Linked DNA regions of Nothobranchius furzeri: region 2 is linked to region 1. The links are chromatin contacts, called in public Micro-C maps. All regions are on one chromosome and are shown on one strand. The core of a region is the stretch at or near the end of the contact, and the rest is flanking DNA. Distances in the headings are between cores, read along the strand shown.

Region 1 (5,196 bases), core at 1,473-3,972:
CGTTTTTAAGCTGCGCCGAATCGTCTCCTTCACACGTAAAAGTTGTGTAAGAAACCAAACGGTCCTCGTGCTCCACTTTCAGCACGAATCAATATGTACTTTAAATGTCGCGAGCAGACACCAGGAAGTTCAATAACTGTGGTTTATCTTCTTAAACGGTCAAACCACTACTGAGTTGACATTTTATTTTGAAGAACTTGAACAAATGGTGCACTTTAACATGGTGACAGTACAGTACCGATCAGTACAAAACTAATGTAGCAAACAAACACGTGTACTCATCAATAGGTGTTTACGACAACATCAGAGTAAAAATGTTTCTGTTTGCGTGACTTATTTGATGCAATGTAAGATTGGGGGCCATTTAGAGCCAAAAAAAAATCACCTGAAAAATAACAAAAATTCTTTTTTATGATAACAGACCAGAACCACCTCTCACGTGCAGGAGAGAGGGCTGATGCTGGAGGAACAGCGGCTCTACTCTAAGCCCCTCCCGGGCATCAAAGTCCAACGAACAACGGAACGTCCTTTGTCTGAATCATTTGACTTCTAACCTTGTTTAACTCATAAAACCAGATTTAAAAAAATCTCATTTCCATGCACCCTTTATAGGAGCGATAGCTATAAACACCTACGTTTAGAATTTTTTTCTGTAAAGCAGCTTAAATGAAAAATATAAGCAAAACTAAACATAGAACTTGGTAATATTTGGTAGATGCATCTTAAAGTTTTTATGACTTTATCTTTCAGGTCTCTAAGCAAATGCGATCATTCGATTCACCTTTACCCTGCAGCCACACCTTGCTCTGATAAAGCGTATCCTCCTTTAACCTGTTCCTCTGTGAAGTGTCACCTTTCACCACATCTGAGATATGCTTTATGACCTTTATGCATCACAACCCATTTACATGTACAGCTGGTTTTGTGTGTTAAAAACGTGGATGAGGGTATTTCTGTCCACAGGTGACTGTGCAGCCCTAGGTGTGCCTGTCAAAGCAGACATGATGGACTTGATGGATCACATATAGATCATACTGATCATCAGGTCTGAGGAGAATTGTTTGGTCTGACACTGACAAGTGTTTTTGTTTTTTTTCTTCTTTTGTGTCTTTTGGGGCAGAAGTAGCTCAGGAGGTAGAGCAGGGTTGCCTCATGATCGCAGGGTTGAGGGCTCAATTCCAGCTCCCGCTAGGGGTTTTCTGCTGTTGTGTCCTTGGGCAAGACACTTCAGCCTGTGTTGGTGGTGGTCAGAGGGGCCGGTGGAGCAAATGGCAGCCTCGCCTCTGTCACTCCGGAGCGGCTGTAGCTACATAGTAGCTTACCATCACCAGCAGTGTGTGAATGTAAGAGTGTGTGAATTATGCAAAGAAGTTCGAGTGCCTGGAAAAACGCTATATCAATCCAACTTATTAATACTATTATTATTTTGTTTATTCTCTGAAGTGCGTTTCTAGCCTGGAGATCTGCTGAGTCAAGGTTAAAAATGTAGATGGGCAGACTGTGTTTTCTAGAAAACACAACGTGGAGTGTGTGCAGTTCGTGCAAAACAAGATTTTCTGTTCCCTTCATATGCACGTACCACACACACACACACACACACACACACACACACACACACACACACACACACACACACACACACACACACACACACACACACACACACACACACACACACACACACACACAGCTTTCATGATGAAAGCTGCTAATGTGCACCACCAGGTGGCGTTACAAGAAACTACCACAAAAGTACTTCCTGTTTTACTGAATGAGAAAGAGAAATGGAAAACTTGTGATGCTTGAAGTTAGAGATGTTTTGGGGGCAACCCCGAGCACTTCCTGTGGGATTTCTTCTTCTTCTTCTGCGTCACATAAAGTGTTCATAAGCTGCTGCCATGACACATGTAGCAGATTTGTAACGCACTTGTTTTTCCAACACTTGATGCTTCCTTGCTGCTCAATATAAACGAATGTGACTCACAATGTATAACATAGTAATAGTTGTTATAAATGTCTTTACATGGTAACACGCTTTTTTGGCTTTGCTTCTTCACTTCCTGTTAGAAATTATTTATGTAAATGCAGAAAGAAAGAAAGAAAGAAAGAAAGAAAGAAAAACTCTTTAAGTGTCCAAATTATAATGATGAAGAAGAAGAAGACGAGTGCTAAAAACTGCAATTGAACAAATAAAACAAAAGTTTTGTTTTTATTTCTGAAAACATTATTGTTTCATTTATTGTTGATAAATTATTGCCATCTATTTTTTTGTCCTGAACAGCCTCTGTTTGGAGAAATAGCCTTTACATCCTACAGTGCTGATCACTGCAATCTTAAAACAGCTCCTAAAACATGTCCTCAGCTGTCAGATGACCATTAAATTATTGAATGTCTCTATAAACCCTGATTACCAGAACTGTAGATAACCACAAGCTTTGGTCTCAGTTGTTCTCAGACCAGCCGGTAGCGTGTCAACAATGTTGGACACAACTGTTCAAATGGGTGGTTAATTAAAATTGCCTGATCATTATTTGGCATTTGCCAAACTTGATGACAAACTAAGGTATGTCAAGTTAAAGATGCAGGAAGTTTAGTTTTGTCTTTAGATCTTAGAACAAAGGGAAATGAACGAGAACCGGTTTGGGCATTTCTGGACTGATGCAATGATTACATGCTGATTCACATCAGTTGATCTGGGAGCTGTTTTACTTCATGGAATATTACTTAGTTCCTTTTTTTTGACAGCATAGTTTATGTGTTCACATCCTGTTTCACTCATGTCTGTTTACCACAAGGATGGGCTCATTTATCACATCGCTCCAGTTTGAAGCAGATATAAAACACATTTTAAACAAACACAAAACAAACAAACACTGCGCTACCAAAGCGGCAGTGGAAACATCTTCTCTTGACTGAAACATTGATACTGATACAACCATGAGTCCTCTCTGTGATATCTGGAGAGTCCAGATTCTTTTTTAGTTTTGTGACATTCCAGAAGCACATACCTGAATGCAGCAAACCTTTGATTTCTCTTCATTCACAAGACTTTCAAAGCTGTCACAGGATTTTCTGGTGTGTATTTTTGTCTCAGTTTCTCAGTGGTTATTTTCATTTCCCTATTACAGGAATGTTTCTCTTGAACATACATTTCTGCCTTTTTAAACCCCCATCAGTATTTGTATTACAAATTACAGTTCAACGCAGTAATTATGACTTCACACACACACACACACACACACACACACACACACACACACACACACACACACACACACACACACACACACACACACACACACACACACACACACACACACACACACACACACACACACACACACACACAAACTAAATACAGACACAATAAATGATTATCTGAGCTGATCAGTACTGCCACCCTGTGGTGATGAGGAAATAAACATTTTTTACGAAAATAAAATATCAAAAAATGTTAATCTGTGGTCTGTCAGGAGTGGATTATAAACAAACATTTCCAAACCAGGCCCTGGAAACAACCTGTGATGTGAAGAATGGCAAAAGTGAAAAGACATCTTCTCTTTTTTCACTTTCCCAAAGTTTGATTCTGGGAAAACCCAGAGGGAATTACATGTCACTAATTTGGCCTTTAAAACTCCACTATAGTATGGATGATTTTTCCGTATCATGGTCAGATGTGTTAGAATTCCCCAGTTTCCAGTGAAATAAAAACAATTATGAGAACTTTACCATGTGGATTATTTACAGGAATAAAAAACAACAGATGACCAACATTTGAAAAAAAAATTAAGAATAAATTCCTCTTCTGCAAATTAAAGATAAATATTACACTAAATGAAATACACTGAAATATTTCAAACAAGTTGTGTTGCATGTTTTTATTTAATAGCTGTAATTGTACTGTAAAAAATGATTGTAAATGTCTGTTATTCTCCTGTGACCCCCTACATGTGCCTTCCAATATTAAACTGTCTATTGTTTATATTCTTTATGATATAAAAGCTGACTAAAGTACTTGACATTTTAAAGCTCTACTCCTTGAGTGTTACTGGGGGCTGTTTTTCTTTCTTGTATTTGTACTTTTCTAACTGTTTGAAACGTTTTCAGGTTTGGGCTGCAAATCAAGATTTTAAGCAATAAGGTTAATTTATTTTTACTTTAATAACCTTTTAAAGATTTGAACTTCTAAATGTTCAAAAGCAGAGCTTGTTTTTCTGTTTTAGAGTTCAATCTAATCCCATTTAGAGGAAATTAAAACCACTTCAAACGAAAGCTCAGGTGTCAGGTGATAAACTGCATTTAAAAAAATAGAAATTTGCTACTGAAGCACATTTGTCACATTCGTTAAACATGAAATTATCACTGATAAATGGCCTGAATTTTATATAGCACCTTCTAGAGTCCTGGAACCCCCCAAGACGCTTCACAACACAATCAGTCATTCACCCATTCACACAAATATTCACACCCTGGTGGGGATGATCTACGGTAGCCACAGCTGCCCTGGGGCGTACTGACGAAGGTGAGGCTGCCGAGCACTGGCGTCCCTCTGACCACCACCAGCAGGTAAGTGGATTAAGTGTCTTGCCCAAGGACACAATGACAGCGACAAACTGAGCGGGGCTCGAACCTGCAACTTTCTGATTATGGGACGAGCACTTAATTCCTGTGCCACCATCACCCCATTATTCAATTGCTGCTCTCTGTCCCATTTTTACAAACAGATTTAGGAAAGAAAGCTTTTGTTTATTCTGTCCCCTCAGCCTGGAACCAGCTGCAGAAAAACTGGAAATTAACCGAACTGGATTCACTACATGCCTTCAAAAGCAAGCTGAAAGCCTCAGAGACTGCATCAGTAATTTGTAACTGCTTTCAATGAATGTATTGTCTTATCATTGTTTGTATGTTGTAACTGTATGGAATTTTGCTGCCTCTTGGCCAGGACACCCTTGTGAAAGAGGTTTTAATCTCATTGTTTTTTTTTATCCTGGTTAAATAAAGGTTGAATAAAATTAAAAATTAGCAGCAGAATTTTATTTATTGTGAAGGAAGCTATTCAAGTTAATGCATTTTCTCTTTTAATTAGTGGTGAGACTTGATTAAAAATTCATCTAATTAATCAGAGGCTTTGTAATTGATTATTCTTGATTAATCATGTTTTAATTATTCAAGACAATTTGCCTCCAAGCAATTTTT
Region 2 (5,196 bases), core at 1,281-3,780, 65 kb before region 1:
ATTGTATTTTTCCAGGTATGGCTGCGAAATGCACTTCCGATGACCTGACGTTCATCAGCAAAGTGGCAGAAAACATGTTTTCAGACGGGATCACCAACTGGGGTCGGATCGTGAGCCTGCTGGCCTTCGGGGCGGTGGTGGCCCAGTACCAGAAGGACAACGGGAGGCAAAACAACGTAGAGCTAGTCAGCCATGAGGTTTCAACCTACCTGTTGTCTCAACAGAGAGACTTTCTGCTCAGAAACAACTCATGGGTGAGTTCTAGCTGAGAGACAGGACGTGGAAACATTCCAGGGTTACGTAACTGCCCTTGGTCTCCTCATAGTCTGGTTTGTTCTGTTGGTGGACCTCAGATCTCTTTCTAATGTGCATTTTCTCTCTTAATTGCTTTTACAGCAAGGCTTTGTGGAGTTCTTTCGTGTAACAGACCCAGAGTCAACAGTCAGGAACACACTGATGGCCATAGCTGGGGTAGCAGGCATGGGGGCGACTCTAGCCCTGCTGATCAGGTGAATCTGATGGACTCAGAGACTTCTTTATGGACTCTTTGTTGTAATTTCATCATATCCTGCTTTTGTTTGGATGGAAGAAGGAAAAGAAGCAAAACTTTTTTTGTGGGCATCTTCTCCAGCCTCCCTTGTAACATGTTGTATTTAATTAAAACAGATTTATTTTTTAAATAAATGTAAAATGTAAATATGTGAAGCCTTGAAATTGCTCTATTAATCAGGTTTTTTTTTTTTTTTTCACTCACGATTGCTCGTTCTTATGTAGGTAGGCTGTTTTGTTACAGATCATGTGCCATGTTAACTTGAGGGATATATTTTTTTTATTTTAAGTTGTTGCAGGCATGACACCAGTTTTCAGACAGTTCCCTCAATACCTTCATATTGATGCCTGAATGACCGGAAACTAAAGATGTGGAGTTTCTATACTTGATATCATAATTGGATTTTTGCACATATGCAACTTGCTGGACTTTTTTTTTTTTTTTTTTCCCCTCCCTTCCTCCAGAAAGACCTGGACACTTCTGGGCGTTTGGACTTTGTGTAACAAGAGGTTAAAATAACTCCTGGACAAATAAAGAACTGGCTCCTTACTAATTGAAGTCAATTGTGTTTGAGAATAAATTGCCTCATAACAATGAGCAATAGTTTAGATTCAGGAGTGAGCCACAAGAATAGAGCAGGGGTTCAAACTGATGTGTCTCTCTGGGTAAAATGAAAATTGCAAACAAAGACGGATTACATCTGCCTCCTATATTGCTGTGGTGGATTTTTTTTTTTAACACCACATTTCCAATACAGCACTGGCTGCCATTTCCTAGAAATTTGAGACTAGCGCCTCTACCTAAAAATGTGCTAAGCTGCAGCTGTTTTTCAAAGTTGCAGTGTTGACATCTCTGCAAAGCTGTTGCACCAGCTAGACTCATGTAGAGTTTCCTGTCTTGGCTGACATCTACCTAGGACCTGGTGACTCAAGTCACAAAAACATGCATTTGATTGGGTGCAGGGACAATAGAACTATAAAATACTCCTATCCTCATTTTTTTACTTGGACCTGTTGGAGGTCCTTATCTCTGCCAGGACCGTATCAATCTTCAAATGGAGGAAATCCTTTATCTGTGGCTTCGCCCTTGTTTGTTCAACTCCTGCTGTAGTCTGGGGTTACAGAGCAAACATATTTCATCAAGGTCTAGAGAGGAAATGTAAGAAGTTGCCATGGAGACAATCCACAGCAGACCTCCTCAGGTTAATGAAGTTGGCCACCACCCTAGTTACCTGGGAGTAGTTCATTGTGAGAAATGGGCTGTTGTGCTTTAGGGAGTGGAGACAGTCTAACAGAGCAGGCTGTTTGCAAACTCGGCTGCAGCATCTTGGAGGTGAAAATGCAAAATAATTCTGCCAGAAAACCTCCTAAAGCTTAATTTTATGTGTTTTTAAGGTTTTAGTAGTACTTGAAGTGATTTGCATGACTAGGAAGGGAAAACATGTTTTGCACAGTTCATTTATGTGCAAATCCCCACCAGTATACAGAGCTGGGGGAGCTCATAACCAACCTCACCTTGAAAGTGCATGAATCAGTTCTGGTGAAAAAGTTCTCCAGTGAACTAGTTTATCGTGTCATATTTTCCAGCAGCAGTGGTTTGTTGTGGGAGAGCTGCGTCTGCTTTATGCAGCTGCAAACTGAAAGCACCGAAGAAATCTTCCAGCAGTTCATTCCTGGGCAGGGTTGGCTCTAAGGAGTGGTTTTGAAACTATTGTCTTCAAACATTTGAGTATCGATGGGCACAGGTGATCTGAGGAGAACCATAAAACTGAAAAACAATTTTAAACACTAAACTCAGACTTCACCACACACTGGAGTATGTGGACATTGTATTTACAAAGTTTCTAACTTCCTGGTGATCCTGGCAGGGAAGTGTGTCTAGATGCATATGTGGGTGATTTTAAAGAGAAGTTTCATAACTAAATGAGTCATTTTGATTGCTTCATTTGAAAGCAGCTTTTCTACCAACCACCAACCATGTAACTTGAGATTGGAGGATCTGCCTTTCACCCTATTGGCTGAGAGCCGCTCTACTTCCCTGTAGCAACAACTCGCCCCCCCCCCCCCCCTTTTTTTTTTTTTTTTTTTTTAAGGCAACGTTTCTGGGAAATCAGCTGACGCACAAGTTAATCTTCCTCTGTGGTAATCTAAGCGCTGCTAGTTGTTAGAAGCCCCAGAATACTGAGAAACATGACCCTGATATGTAAAGATAGGGTTACGTTTTTGGGTCTGCAGCAGAAGGGAAACAAACTTTAAAAGTCCACGACTCAGCAGCCAAGAACAAACTGTCACAAGTTTCTGAAGCTCATTTTCAGAGTTAAAGACTTCTTTTGAGTGTTGTGAGCTTTATGAGTTTTTAACTGAATTGTGACCCTCATTCTGTGTTCTGCTGCATAAATATAAGTACATAAAAATGTGCAAATTTGTTAATCTTACTTGATACGTTGCATCTGCTTTGCTGCAGTTACGCCAAAAACTGTATCTATGCTAACTAGCTTCTTTGGAGTCCGTATTCGGTAGCCATCTGGGTGCATTGGATATGCATGTGCCAATAATGATTATTACTTATGCATAAAGTAAACATGCATTACCCAGTTTAAAAACAATCAGGAGTTGGTTTTCATCTTTAGCTGCTTGTGAGACACTTTAAAGTGGCAGCGTGTAGTTTGCTAGCGCTAGGCGGCAGCACATACGTTTCAGGGTAGTTTTGCACCATATCGATCGTGACTGTCACTTGATTAAAATAAATATGGTAAATGTTACCTGTGGAGCAGAAAGCATGCAACCTCGGCATGACTCCTTCAGTTAATTCTGAGATAACGCAATGCCGATTGTAGTTTTCTGGTGCTGTAGTTTCCGAATCTGCGCCTGCTAATGATGTCATACTGCTCGGCCAAAATGTACTGCATCTTTTTTTTATATTCTGTTCTTTCACGTGTTTTGGAAAGAGTTTATGAGTTTTGGTATTAAATTTGTGTTTTACTACCTAAATGTTTGTGAAAGTGGTAACCTGCGTAAGTCATACATCCAGTCAAACATCTAGTGTGATGTCATCGACAGGTGCAAGACCCCGAGCTGGCCAGAAGGAAACGTGGCGTCTATGCCCCCAAAGACTCTAGACCCTGTGACCTTTAGACCTGCTTTTTATGGTTATATGTTACAAAGCCGCCAATATTTTTCAACAACTGGACATCGTTTTATTCATTTTCAACAACGTTTCGATGGATGTTTCCAGAGAAAAACAATAAAAACTACACATTGTCTCTTTTAAGGAAACATTTTGAAGAACACCTGGTTTTTTATTTTTTAAACGTCCTTAGAAGTCTTTGTTGTTTCCGGATTTGCAGTATGACGCATCTGTCTTACAGCTCTGTTCATTATCATTGCGTTCATAACCTTATTGTTATTAAACAATGACCCTATTGTTCAGACAGTCACTGTAAAAGAAAGGCTGTCAAGAGATCTTACAAAAATAGCTGGAGATCGAAGGTCAAATGGCTCTTTTTTTTATCCATGGCTCAGTCTGAGCTCTTGGTGAGGTGATACTCATCTCAGATCAAATTCTATCCAATAGGTGTTGTGTCATGATCCTAACCGTCCAGAAGAGTCATCCTGTCCTTTGAAACTTTATTCTTTGACTGATGACCACGGGGTGCCATTAAAAGATCATTCATCCCTGCTGGCGGTTGTGACGCACTTTCTGGGCTCTTAAACCCTGGAACTTGATGCTGTTGGTGATTTCATGAGATCTCTGATCAGTCTGTGTGTGCAGATGCAGGTGCATCATTTGGATGCTTTATTCTCTAATGGACAGTGTTTGCAGTTTTATAAATAGATTATCTATCCTGGCATGTAAAGGTATGCAAAGTACAAGAAAGCTAGAACTTTTTTGTTCACAGAACCTACAGCATGAGGTTACAAACTTTTATTTGGCTTACCAAAGAATTTCTAGTTTGAGTTTTATTTTCTCATTTGAAAATAATTTGGCTTATAATTGTGTGTGGCACAACCCTCCAGCTTCATGCAAAATGTCATGCAAAAGCCAAGCTCTGCACCTCCCTTTTTGATTGTCCCTCCTTACCTTTGTCTTTCTACAGTGGACAATAATGTCTTTGACTTCGTGTGTGTTCATTAAATGTGCAGTATGAGAGGATTTTCTCAGTCATTTTTCGTCATGTTGCCTGAAATTATCTTTACATATACATGGCAACCAATAAATCACGTTTTGTAAAAAATTAATGATTTTAATCGCCTCTGAAGCGTAAAACCCTGCAGAAACAACATCCAATCATTGTGCACGTCCCGTTCCTAATGATTGGACCATAACCCACCCATCAAACTGCCCTCTGAGTGTCTCTCACCTTACTACATATAACCCTCTTTCTGCTTTAACTGCACGCTTTAGGCTCAGAGCAGCCAAACTGGAAGTGAAGCCAGCTGAGCTGTTTAGTGTCACAGATGGAATGTTTCTTTCTGTTTCCAAATGAATTTTAAGGAGTTGTTTAACAAGTCTGATTCTGTTTTTGCTGGGAAGTGTTGTTGTCTATGAACACAGCTAATGAGCAGGCAGAAAGGAGAGTTCAGTTTGGCTTCTGTAAATTCCTACTTAGAGGTGGGGTTTCACTAAATTGTCGATTTTGCTGAGCT

Evidence for each region. Hi-C and Micro-C count contacts between places; a contact is called where the count stands out from the background.
Region 2: a Micro-C map of tail fin shows a contact between it and region 1, with 8 times the contacts expected there. The contact joins two enhancer-like sites. A contact is called at or near these places in 2 of 2 Hi-C or Micro-C datasets (skeletal muscle and tail fin).

Annotation. Positions count from the first base shown.
Region 1 is chr5:65,805,072-65,810,267 of NfurGRZ-RIMD1, reverse strand. No RefSeq gene overlaps it. Among protein-coding and RNA genes, the nearest start is that of tmod4, 5.0 kb to the right of the region's middle. Within about 2 kb of position 2,722, at least 1 of the 3 cell types and tissues checked has an H3K27ac peak or open chromatin away from gene starts, as enhancers often do. A contact at or near this core is called in tail fin, where this site is marked.
Region 2 is chr5:65,870,270-65,875,465 of NfurGRZ-RIMD1, reverse strand. It overlaps mcl1b (MCL1 apoptosis regulator, BCL2 family member b), which reads left to right. Exons shown (of 3, transcript XM_015949882.3): 2 at 16-254; 3 at 397-1,099. The coding sequence ends at 513. Among protein-coding and RNA genes, the nearest start is that of mcl1b, 3.4 kb to the left of the region's middle. Within about 2 kb of position 2,530, at least 1 of the 3 cell types and tissues checked has an H3K27ac peak or open chromatin away from gene starts, as enhancers often do. A contact at or near this core is called in tail fin, where this site is marked.